2 separate regions of the Capra hircus genome follow, and region 1 is linked to region 2. Evidence: chromatin contacts called from public Hi-C data. All regions are on one chromosome and are shown on one strand. The core of a region is the stretch at or near the end of the contact, and the rest is flanking DNA. Distances in the headings are between cores, read along the strand shown. Region 1 overlaps GRB7 (growth factor receptor-bound protein 7). Region 2 holds the start of PPP1R1B (protein phosphatase 1 regulatory subunit 1B).

Region 1 (4,578 bases), core at 1,880-4,379, 100 kb after region 2:
CACTCCCTGTTCTCTCCATTCCTTCGTCCCTCTCCACCCCGCCCCCCAACAGCCCCAAACACACACTCCAACCTGCTGATGGGGTCAGGGAAGCAGGAATCCAGATTCTTTCCTCCCTGAGAGGGGCGGATTTCCCGCTGAAACTAGCCCCTCCCCACGTCCCCAGAAAGAGAGCTGGGAGGGGTGTCCCAAGGCCGAGGGGGCAGCCCCAAGTGTCTCCAGGCTCCGTCTGCTTTGACCCCAGTTTGAGTTTCCCCAAGTCTTTATTAAAGACAGATGTCTCTGTGGGGGTAGTGGGGCACCCTCCAACTTGGAGGGCAGTAAAGGAGACAGGTTCTCTGAATTGCATCCTTACTCAGTAACACAGGCTTCCCTGGTAGATCAGCTGGTAAAGAATCTGTCTGCAATGCAGGAGACCCCAGTTCAATTCCATTCCTGGGTTGGGAAGATCCCCTGGAGGAGGGCATGGCAATCCACTCCAGTATTCTTGCCTGGAGGATCCCCATGGACAGAGGAGCTTGGCGAGCTACAGTCCTTGGGGTCGCAAAGAGTCGGTCACGACTGAGCAACTGAACTGAACTGAGCGACTCAGCACAGCCCTCCGGTGGGAAGGTAGGGGGTGGGACAGGCCCCGGGGAGGGGGGTCCCTTCTGGCTTCAGAAAGAAGTGGTCTAGGTAGGCTGAAGGGATAGATGCTGGGGGTCTGCAGCGCAGTAGGGCCTGGGGAGAGTGGGTGCGCTGTGCGGATGGGGGAGGGGGGCAGATTGCCTTGTCCGTCTGAACAGTCTTGGGGAAGACTCATCCCAGTCGGGGTCTCCCTGGCATGCTGGGGATGGAGAATACTCCTGCCTGCCCTTGCCAGGCCTTCCAACCCCACTGCGCCTCGAGAATGCCCCCTCTTGGTCCGCCTGTCCTGGACTCTGCTCTCCCCTCTCCACCCCCCGCTATCCTGCTGGGGGGGCCCCCGTGAAGGCAAGCAGCCTGTAATGATTAACTCCACAGACACTCTAGCATTCTTCCCGAATTAAACTTTAAAAGAGCTGCCCCCCTCATTCCCATTGGATGTTTTTCCCCTAGTGAGGGAGAGGGCAGGGCCGCAGGGTCCGGGGGCCCTCCCCCAGCTCCAGGTCAGCTAGGGGTTTCCCGCCTCCTCACCTGAGCCCTCACCCTAAGCGCTCCCCCACAGGTAAAGCCTTCCTCCTAACTAAATCCCGATGCGGGCGGGGCGTGGGGTTCCTGGGCCTGGCGGGGGCCTTCCCGCCACCTCCAGGCCCCAGCTCCAGCCCCTCCCCACCCCACCCCACCCGGTACCGAAGGTGGCCTTGTTTTCTACCGGCCCGGCCTTCTACCCCGAGCCCTGCCACCCGCCCTCGGGGCCAGCCAGGTGGGGCAAGATTCAGGAAGTAAACAAGGAGGCTGGAGGCGGGAGGGCTGGAAGGAGGGTGGGGCCCAAGCCACGGGGGCGGGGAAGTCGCAGAAGGGAGTCGCAGTACTAAGGGGACAGATTGATGTGGGGGTCGATTTCTTCAATATAACCTTCCCAGGGCCCCAGTTGGAAAGTTTCAGGTCTCTTGGGGGTGGTGGAGGGGGCTGCCCAGGGGAGACAGCTAGGATCGGTTTCTCTCACCTCTCCTCTCTTCGGTCCTGACTCCCCAGTCCTGTCCTGCCTTAGAGGGGTCTGGAGAGCTAGGTGATGGGATCTGAAGGCTAAACCCATCCAGAGTCAGCCTTCCCGCCCCCCACAGAGGCCAGACTCTAGTCTGATTCAAATCTACCCTCTCCCCTTCCAAACGCTGCCCAGATTCCCCTTCCCTCTGGGATGGGAGAGGATCCAGGCCTCCTGGTCTCAGACCACGCCACTGTTGGTCTCTGGCTTCCTGGAGCGGGTGGTTCCTGCAGCCCTTCCCCTAGTCCCCCCTGGGATGAAGTGAGCAGGGCTGTTTGCCAGAGGTTAGACGGGGGTGGGAGTGGGGGCCTTGTGTTTTGGTGTTGACGTGCTGGTGTCTCTTGGTGTTCCATGGTGGGTGGATCTTTCCCTTCCTGGCAGGACCCCCAGCCTCGTCGCTGGCTCTCCCTCCTGGCCTTCCCCTGTCTGCCTGTCTGTGTCTGTCTTCCTGTGTATCTTGACTTTCCACTCCTGCTGCTGAGTATGCCTTTGATCAGAACGCCCAGGAGAGTATATGAATTAAAAGGACCCTCATTTCCCAGGGATGATGAGGATGAGACCCTCCCAGGCCAGCCGAGTCCTGGATGCTAAGGGTGGGCAGCAGCAGCAGAATGCAAGTCTGGGGGGCTCTGGACAGGAGAAGGAGCACTGCATGTTTCTTTGGGTTACTTTAGGTACCCCAGGGGCACCCCTGTGAGGTCAGCTCCACTCCAGATGGGCTTCTGAATCCCGGCCAGGCTTTTCTTCTCTCCTGCCTGGGTGAGGGGGCTCCTGGGCTGGGTGGTGGCTACCTGGGGCCCTTTGCAGGTTGCACCTGGACCTGGACTGGAGGTAGGCCAAAGGTGGGGAGGAGGAGATGATGTCAGAGGAGCCTCAGCCTCCCCCCCACCACCCACATCTTCCTCCTCCCCAATCCTGTTCTTGTGGGGGGGGGGGGGGAGTGGAGGGGATGGGTAGAGGCAGGGTTGTTTGTGTTTCTCCTAAGCCAGGAAGTAGTGGAGATGAGTCAAGGGTGAATGGAGAGCTCCAGGCAGTGTGTCCCGCCCCACCCTGACTCACCTGTCCCCCAAATCTCCTCTTGTCCTCACTTAAAGGTTGGGGACCTGCCTCATCCCAGGTGCGGGGAAGGGGGGCAGATCTTGGGTGCCTTAGGCAAGCTAACAGCGCTGGCCCAGTATCTGGAGCACAGGCAGGGGACAGAACTGCTGGTCCCAGGTCCTCCCAGATCTCAGCCCAGCCTAAAGGGTCTTGGTTCCTGAGAAGGAGGGGCTTGCGATGCCTCCACCTGCTGGTGGCCATCCTTGCCCCATCTCTTCTATCCTTGTCCTGGATGCCGTGTAGTGCCTGTGGGCAATAAAACATGGGTAAGACCCTGGCCTTGCCTGGGATGGCTGGGCATCTTCAGACCAGTGGGTGAATAAGACAGGTGCGGAGGCCCCAGCACAGGGCCCAGAGGGAGCCCTTCAGTCTGAATGTGGAAAATCCAGGAAGGCTTCTCAGAGGAGGTGGCTCTGGCGTTGAGGCCTCAAGAAAGTTGGGGAGGGGGAGGGGTCTAACGAAGGCACACAAGGTTTGGGGGCCGCTGGGGTGCAGGCCCCAGACTCGCCTTCTCCTTCCCACTGCAGCTGAGCTCGCCTCCTGTCCTCCTGGTTCCTGTCCTTCCCCACCTCCTTCTCTCCTTCTGTGCATCACTCAGCGCTTGAGCAGGCGTTGCCACAACAGGCTCTGGCAACAAAGCGCTGGGAAAACCTGGGGCAGAGCCCAGAGGAGTGAGTGCCCCACGCTGGGAAGTGCAAGGGTGACACTGAGCCCGGCTGTGTGGGGGTCAGGGAGTCCCTCGCTGCTGCCTGGCCTGTGGTGAGGGACCCTCACCGCTCTTCCCCTGGGCAACCTGGGGTAAGGAAGAGCACTGGACTGGGAGTCCAAACGCTGAGCTCTGCTCCCTGTCTCACCTGTGATGAGGCAGGAGTGCTTCTTTTTCAGGGCTCAGAGTCCCTTTTTGTAACAGGGACTCAACGCTGCCCTTCCCCAGAGGCTCCAGGGAACTCCAGTTAGTGGGGGATCGAGGAGGGGCCGGATAAACTCTGAGGGGCACCCGACAGAAGGGTGAAGGAGGTCTGGGTCCCCTTGGCCCCTCTCCCCAGGACAAGGGCACAAGAGCAGCTGTTCCTCTTCTCCCTCAGAGGTCATGGAGCTGGGTCTGTCTCCACTTCATCTCAGCAGCTCCCCAGAAGACCTGTACCTGGCCTCTGGGACCCCTCCTGGGACTCCTCCACCTCTCAATGCTCCTCTGTCTGGGGAGGTGAAGAGGTCCCAGCCTCTGCCCATTCCAACCAGCAGGTAAAGTGGGGTGTCGGCTGACGGAGGGAGGCTGGGGGGAGCGGTCAGCACTAGGGTAATGCACAGAAGCTTACTAGCAACTCCTCACCTCCATCTCCCGCCCCAGGAAACTTCTTCGAGAGGAGGAGCTACAGTCAACCTCTCTGCCCTCCATCCCCAACCCCTTCCCCGAGCTCTGCAGTCCTTCACAGAGCCCCATTCTTGGGGGGTCCTCCAGTGCAAGGGGGCTGCTCCCTCGAGACACGAGCTGCCCCCATGTGAGTTTCCCTGGGAAAGAGAAGGCAGGGAGCATGGGGTGCTGGGGGATGGGGCAGATACAGTGTCGCCTTGGCTGGGTGGAGGGGACTTGGTCAAGGATCCCAGAGGGTAGAGCAGAGGGGGATGGGAGAGAACCACCCTTTGCCCTTGCCCGCCTCACCGGCCATTCCTGGGGTGCAGGTCATAAAGGTGTACAGTGAAGATGGGACCTGCCGCTCGGTGGAGGTGGCGGCAGGGGCCACGGCTCGCTATGTGTGCGAGATGCTGGTGCAGCGATCTCACTCCCTGAGTGACGAGAACTGGGGGCTGGTGGA
Region 2 (4,853 bases), core at 1,651-4,150:
ATGTAGTGCCTTCTGTATGCCAGGCGCTGTGGCAGGCAACAGGCAATGATGTGAGAGAAATGGTGTGCTCAAAATAGTGTGATCAGACCTGCTCTGTACATTAACAGACACCCTATGACAAACTTTTTTGGTTAGTCCAAGCAGAAAGACCCATTGTTTAATTGGAGTTAAGTCAAACAAGGTCTTGAATTTGTTCCTTGGACCCAACTGCCTGTGCTTCTAACTCAAGAATAATAACCAAGGAGTGGCACGTTATTTTTACATCTCATTTGCATATGATTAATTCTAAGAGAGAATGGAGGTCACCCTGGCCCCTAGCTTCTCAGCTGCTCTGGGATATGCCTGACCCTGGCCACCTCTCCCAGCCCCAGCTGGACTCCCCCATCCTCGCAACACCCTCCCCACTCCTTGCCCCTGCCCACACTTCCCCCAGCCCCCAGAAGTCCCTGTCCCTTCCTCCTCTGTCACCCACGCAGCCCCAGCCACCTGGCCGCCCACCTGAAAAACTTTTCCCCAAGTTCTTGAGAAGTCGCGTAGGATCCAGGAGAGAAAAATCAAAGTAATAAAACCTCATTTAATTCCTAACGGAGGGCAGAGCTGTGAGCTGCAATTATCTTAATGCGGAGCTATTTTTACTCTCTCCATCTCTGTCTCCTGCCTCTCTCTGTCGTGAGGCTTCCTCTCTCTCCCTTTGTCTCTCCATCTCTCACATGCGTTTTCTCGCTCTTTCTTTTCCACACTTCCTACCTCCCCGTCCTCTCTCGCTCTCACCTCCTGTCTCTGCCTTCCTTCCTTCTCCTTCCTGTCTGTTCCTTGGGCCTGTACCCCTGTGAGCCAAGTTCCCCCATCCCGCTTGACCCCAGGGTTTAGCAGCCAGAGCTGTAGGTGCCTGGGTAAAGGTTGGAAGAAACAGCAAAGACCCCCTCTTTCAGGGTTACCCAGGAGAGGAGAGTCTCCCTTCCAGCTGCCCCAGCCTGGGTCTAGGGAACTTTTCCTGATTCAGGGCCACCCAGAACTCCAATCCTTTCGGCAGAACCTCTGTCAACAGGCCCTCCCTGGCCAAAGGAGCCTCGTCAACCGTGGTCCCAAAGGCCCTCTCAGCTCCAATGGGCCCTGAGGTTCCCCTGGGAGTGATGACTCCCTCTCCTTGTCCCCTCATTAACTGTCCAGCTGTCTTCTGTCCCCTTCACCCAACACTGGACCTTCCTACCTGCCTAGCACTGGAAACCACAGACCTCTCAGCCTTCTCTCGGCCTAGTGGCCACACAGGTTACTGCCTGGGCCGTGCCTTTCCTGTGCCCCTTCTGACCCTCGTGATCTCCTCATTTGCCTCCCAGGGCACTGCCAAATTGGTGTTTACTACCTCCCACCACAACCCTCTGACAGAGGGGTCTGGGCCAAGCCAGGGACTGCCAGGGAGGCAACACCCCAGGGCCAGGGACCTGGCATCTGGCTGTTTCCCCACAAGCATAGAAGTCGACAAACACAGCAGGACTTGGGCCAGGCCTGAGGGTGGGGGAGCAGTGCGCCCCGCGGCCAGGCCTCCCAGCACCCATGGGCAAAGCTCTGTGCTCCCGTTCCCTCGCCTCATCCCCAGGGTAGGCGCTGACTCTGGGGTGTTGCGCCGTGCCCCTGACCCCACTTTCACAAGACTCCACTGGCCTTTTGCTTCCTTCTCGCTCTGCCAAGGGCCCAGCATGCTTGGCCTGGGAGTGGAAAAGTTGCTGGCTGGGGGAGAGGGGCTCCTGACTGTTCCAGGCCTAAGCATGACCAGGAGAGGAGAGAGCCAAGGCAAACAGAGTCCCAGGAAGACACACATGTACAAGTCTACACACACACACCCGCTCAGAGCGGCATTCAGACCCTCGCCCCCAGGCCCAAAGAAGACGGAAACACTGGTTCCTGCAAAGGCATCCAGCACCAGACGATAAACAGGGACACTCCAAACGACAGGGCCATCTCCTCCCCTTTCCCCCCTTCAGAGCACATGCAAACACCTCTGCAGAGAGAGAGGCTCACACCTCCGAAATGAGCACACACACACCTCCCCCCTTGCTTTATTCCTGCACCAAACTCACACGTGATGGCACGTGTACACCCCAACTCCCCCAACTCTATCCCCCTGAGCTGGCTCTGTCTCCCCCACATCATATCTGGGGAGAACAGGCAGGAGACACGTGGATCCAGGGTACCTCACAGCATGGACACATTCCCCTGCCCCCACGAGAGCCCTCCCAGGATCACAACCTTACCCCCCTCTACTCTTCACGCTGGACCTGTGCAGAGGGTACTCCCACCCCCCTTGCAAGCTGGCACAGCCTGCCCATCACCTTGACAGCCTCTGACATCCTCCCCCACTCTGCCCCCTCCCCCGTGCACACACGGTCTTCCCACACCCTGCCACTCACACCTGCATCCTTGACACTCTGACACACTTACTCACACAGACTCTCACCACACGGACCCCCCCCCCACACACACACACTCCCCAGCTTTAGGCACCACAGGGCCCCTGGCACTCACTTTCACACACTCCCTGCCATGATGACTGACATGTGTCCTCCCACGCACACCCCGCTCCTTCACGCTCACTCGCTTTTTAGGACACCCCCTTCACAGCGTGACACGCTGGTGCTATTCTCTCCACGACCTCACAGCCTCCCCATGAAACTCCAAGCACCCAGGCCAGGAAGGGGTTAAAGTCAGAGTCCCAGGGCCCCGCGGCCCGTCTCCCCTCGGCCTCCCCCCATTATCCTCCCTGCTGGACTCCATCAATAATGCAGCTTCAAGTTCTGGGGAGTCGGCAGGGGGCCCCCAGGCCGCTCCCGCGGTCCTGGCTCGCACTCCCCGCCCTCCTCCCGGCCGAGAGCACGCTCGTCGGCGCTCATTGGCCACTGTCTCCTGAGCCCTCCCACCACGCGCCCGGGCGCCAGTCCCAGGCCGAGGGGACGGGCTGGGGACCCCAAGGCTGGGGCCGGAGGGCGAGACCCGGAGAGACGGAGCGAGGCAGAGACAGAGGGAGACTCGCGGAGAGGGAGCAAGGGAGATAGAGGAAGGCTGGAGAGGCACAGAGAGAGCGAGGGAAGGAGGGGCAGAGACCAGCCCCGCGAGCCCGAGGCGCGGGCGCCAGGGGACCGAGGCTCCCAGGAGCCCCAGAGCCGCGAGCCGGCGGCCGCCCCCCACCCCCGCGCGCCCTCCCCTCGCCGGCGCCGTATCTTTATCTGTGCGTGAACAGCCCTCCAGCTCCTCTCTGCCACACTCAACCCGCTGCCGCCGCGGCGCCCGGAGCAGCGCCGGGGAGCGGAGCCGGGATCGCAGCCCGAGACCCCACGACGCGCGCCCCGCCCGCCATGGACCCCAAAGACCGCAAGAAGATCCAGTTCTCAGTGCCCGCGCCCCCCAGCCAGCTCGACCCCCGCCAGGTGGAGATGGTAAGGGGGCTGCGCCCCACCCCTGGCAGCGCCCCCCTACCCTAACCCCCACTCCCCGACTCCTCTGCGCTCCGGGATCGGAACTGGCCTGGGAGACGCGGGCGCCCGGCCCGCCTCTGACGCCGCGGGAGCGCGGGGCAGCGCGTGGAGTTCGCCGGAGACTCCTGTAACTTTTTCCCGGGGCCTCGCACCTGATCCCGGGGCTGGGGAATCCCGGGCGGCCCCGGAGGGGGAGGAATGTCCTCTGGACCCTGCAGTGTCCTCCTTCCCTGGGGTCCCCCGGGGACCACTGGTGTGACAAACATGGCCCCCTGACCCGTTACACAGAGCGGGCCTGCGCCCGCCTGCCGCGCGCTCTGGCCATCTCTCTAGTCCCACCCTGCACACCTGGGCTGGGATCACCCGAGCTTTGTCCTGACCTCTAGATAAAGCCACAACATGGGCGGGGCGGGGGGTGCGGGTGGAGAGGGAAATGATGACCAGTCATCCCAGAAGCCAGAAGTCCTCACACAGACATCTGAGTCCTCTGGACAGCCTGCCTGGGCACTGGGTACCAGAGGCCTCCAAAGGTGGGCATGAGATGTGGGGCGTGATGGGGAAAGAGACATGAGTTTTTTGCGGGCGCCTCCCCTCCTCCACTAAGCCATTCACTTGTTGCTGTTGTTGAGAAGCAGCTGGCACCCAACAGAGCAGTGGATGGGGGGGGGGGGCATGTCATGTTGCAGAGAGACCGAGTGGAAGGGGGGTGGGCCTGGGCGACCGGTTTGATCCCCAGCCCAAGCAGCTTTTGATCTGGAGGGCAGTGTTGGGAGATTGGCAGGGGGAGGTGGCAGTTTCAGTTTAATTCACCTGGTTCTCTTTGTGCATTTCCCTGGAGCTCAAAGAGGACCTAATTAACTGACTGTTGATCTGATTGCCAAGCTAGGGGGAAGGGTGGGGGAGTTACTGGGAGTACTCAGTGACCCCCCCCCCCCGACTGTTCAGCTTGGCTCACGTACCAAGGAGGGCGACTTTGGAGGTTTTATGAGGACTGGGTGAAGAGTTCCACAGCCTGAGTGATACTGCTAGAGGGGCCCAGACCCAGGCCCTGGGCAGTCCGGGGCTCAGGCGCACACCCGAGCCTCAGAGTGAGGTTGGAGGTGCCTGCTGTTCAGGCTCAGCCTCCCTCTGCAGCTTGGTCTGGTTTCTTTGGAGCCCTTGAGGCGACCTTAGGTGGGCAGGGCCACGTGAATGCCATCTTCCACAGTCAGCGTCGGGTCCTGAGGTCTGATGTCTTCATAAAGGGGAGAGGGAGGGCCATGGCAGGGGAAGATATGAAGGGAGGTGGCGGATCTGGAGTAGCCATGGAGAGAGATGGGCACTGGCTGGCAGCCACTGGTGGGCTTTTCTTGCTCTTCTCTGCCTTGGCATGCTGTGTGGCTT

What was found. Hi-C and Micro-C count contacts between places; a contact is called where the count stands out from the background.
Region 1: a contact with region 2 is called in a Hi-C map of blood, with 2.4 times the contacts expected there. The contact joins the enhancer-like site here to the promoter of PPP1R1B in region 2. A contact is called at or near these places in 2 of 5 Hi-C or Micro-C datasets (both in blood).

Annotation. Positions count from the first base shown.
Region 1 is chr19:39,745,377-39,749,954 of ARS1.2, forward strand. GRB7 (growth factor receptor-bound protein 7) reads left to right here. Exons shown (of 15, transcript XM_013972231.2): 2 at 2,341-4,006; 3 at 4,113-4,263; 4 at 4,445-4,578. The coding sequence starts at 3,855. Among named protein-coding and RNA genes, the nearest start is that of GRB7, 3.0 kb to the left of the region's middle. Within about 2 kb of position 3,130, at least 2 of the 5 cell types and tissues checked have an H3K27ac peak or open chromatin away from gene starts, as enhancers often do.
Region 2 is chr19:39,645,167-39,650,019 of ARS1.2, forward strand. It overlaps PPP1R1B (protein phosphatase 1 regulatory subunit 1B), which reads left to right and starts at 2,901. Exons shown (of 7, transcript XM_018065005.1): 1 at 2,901-3,431. The coding sequence starts at 3,351.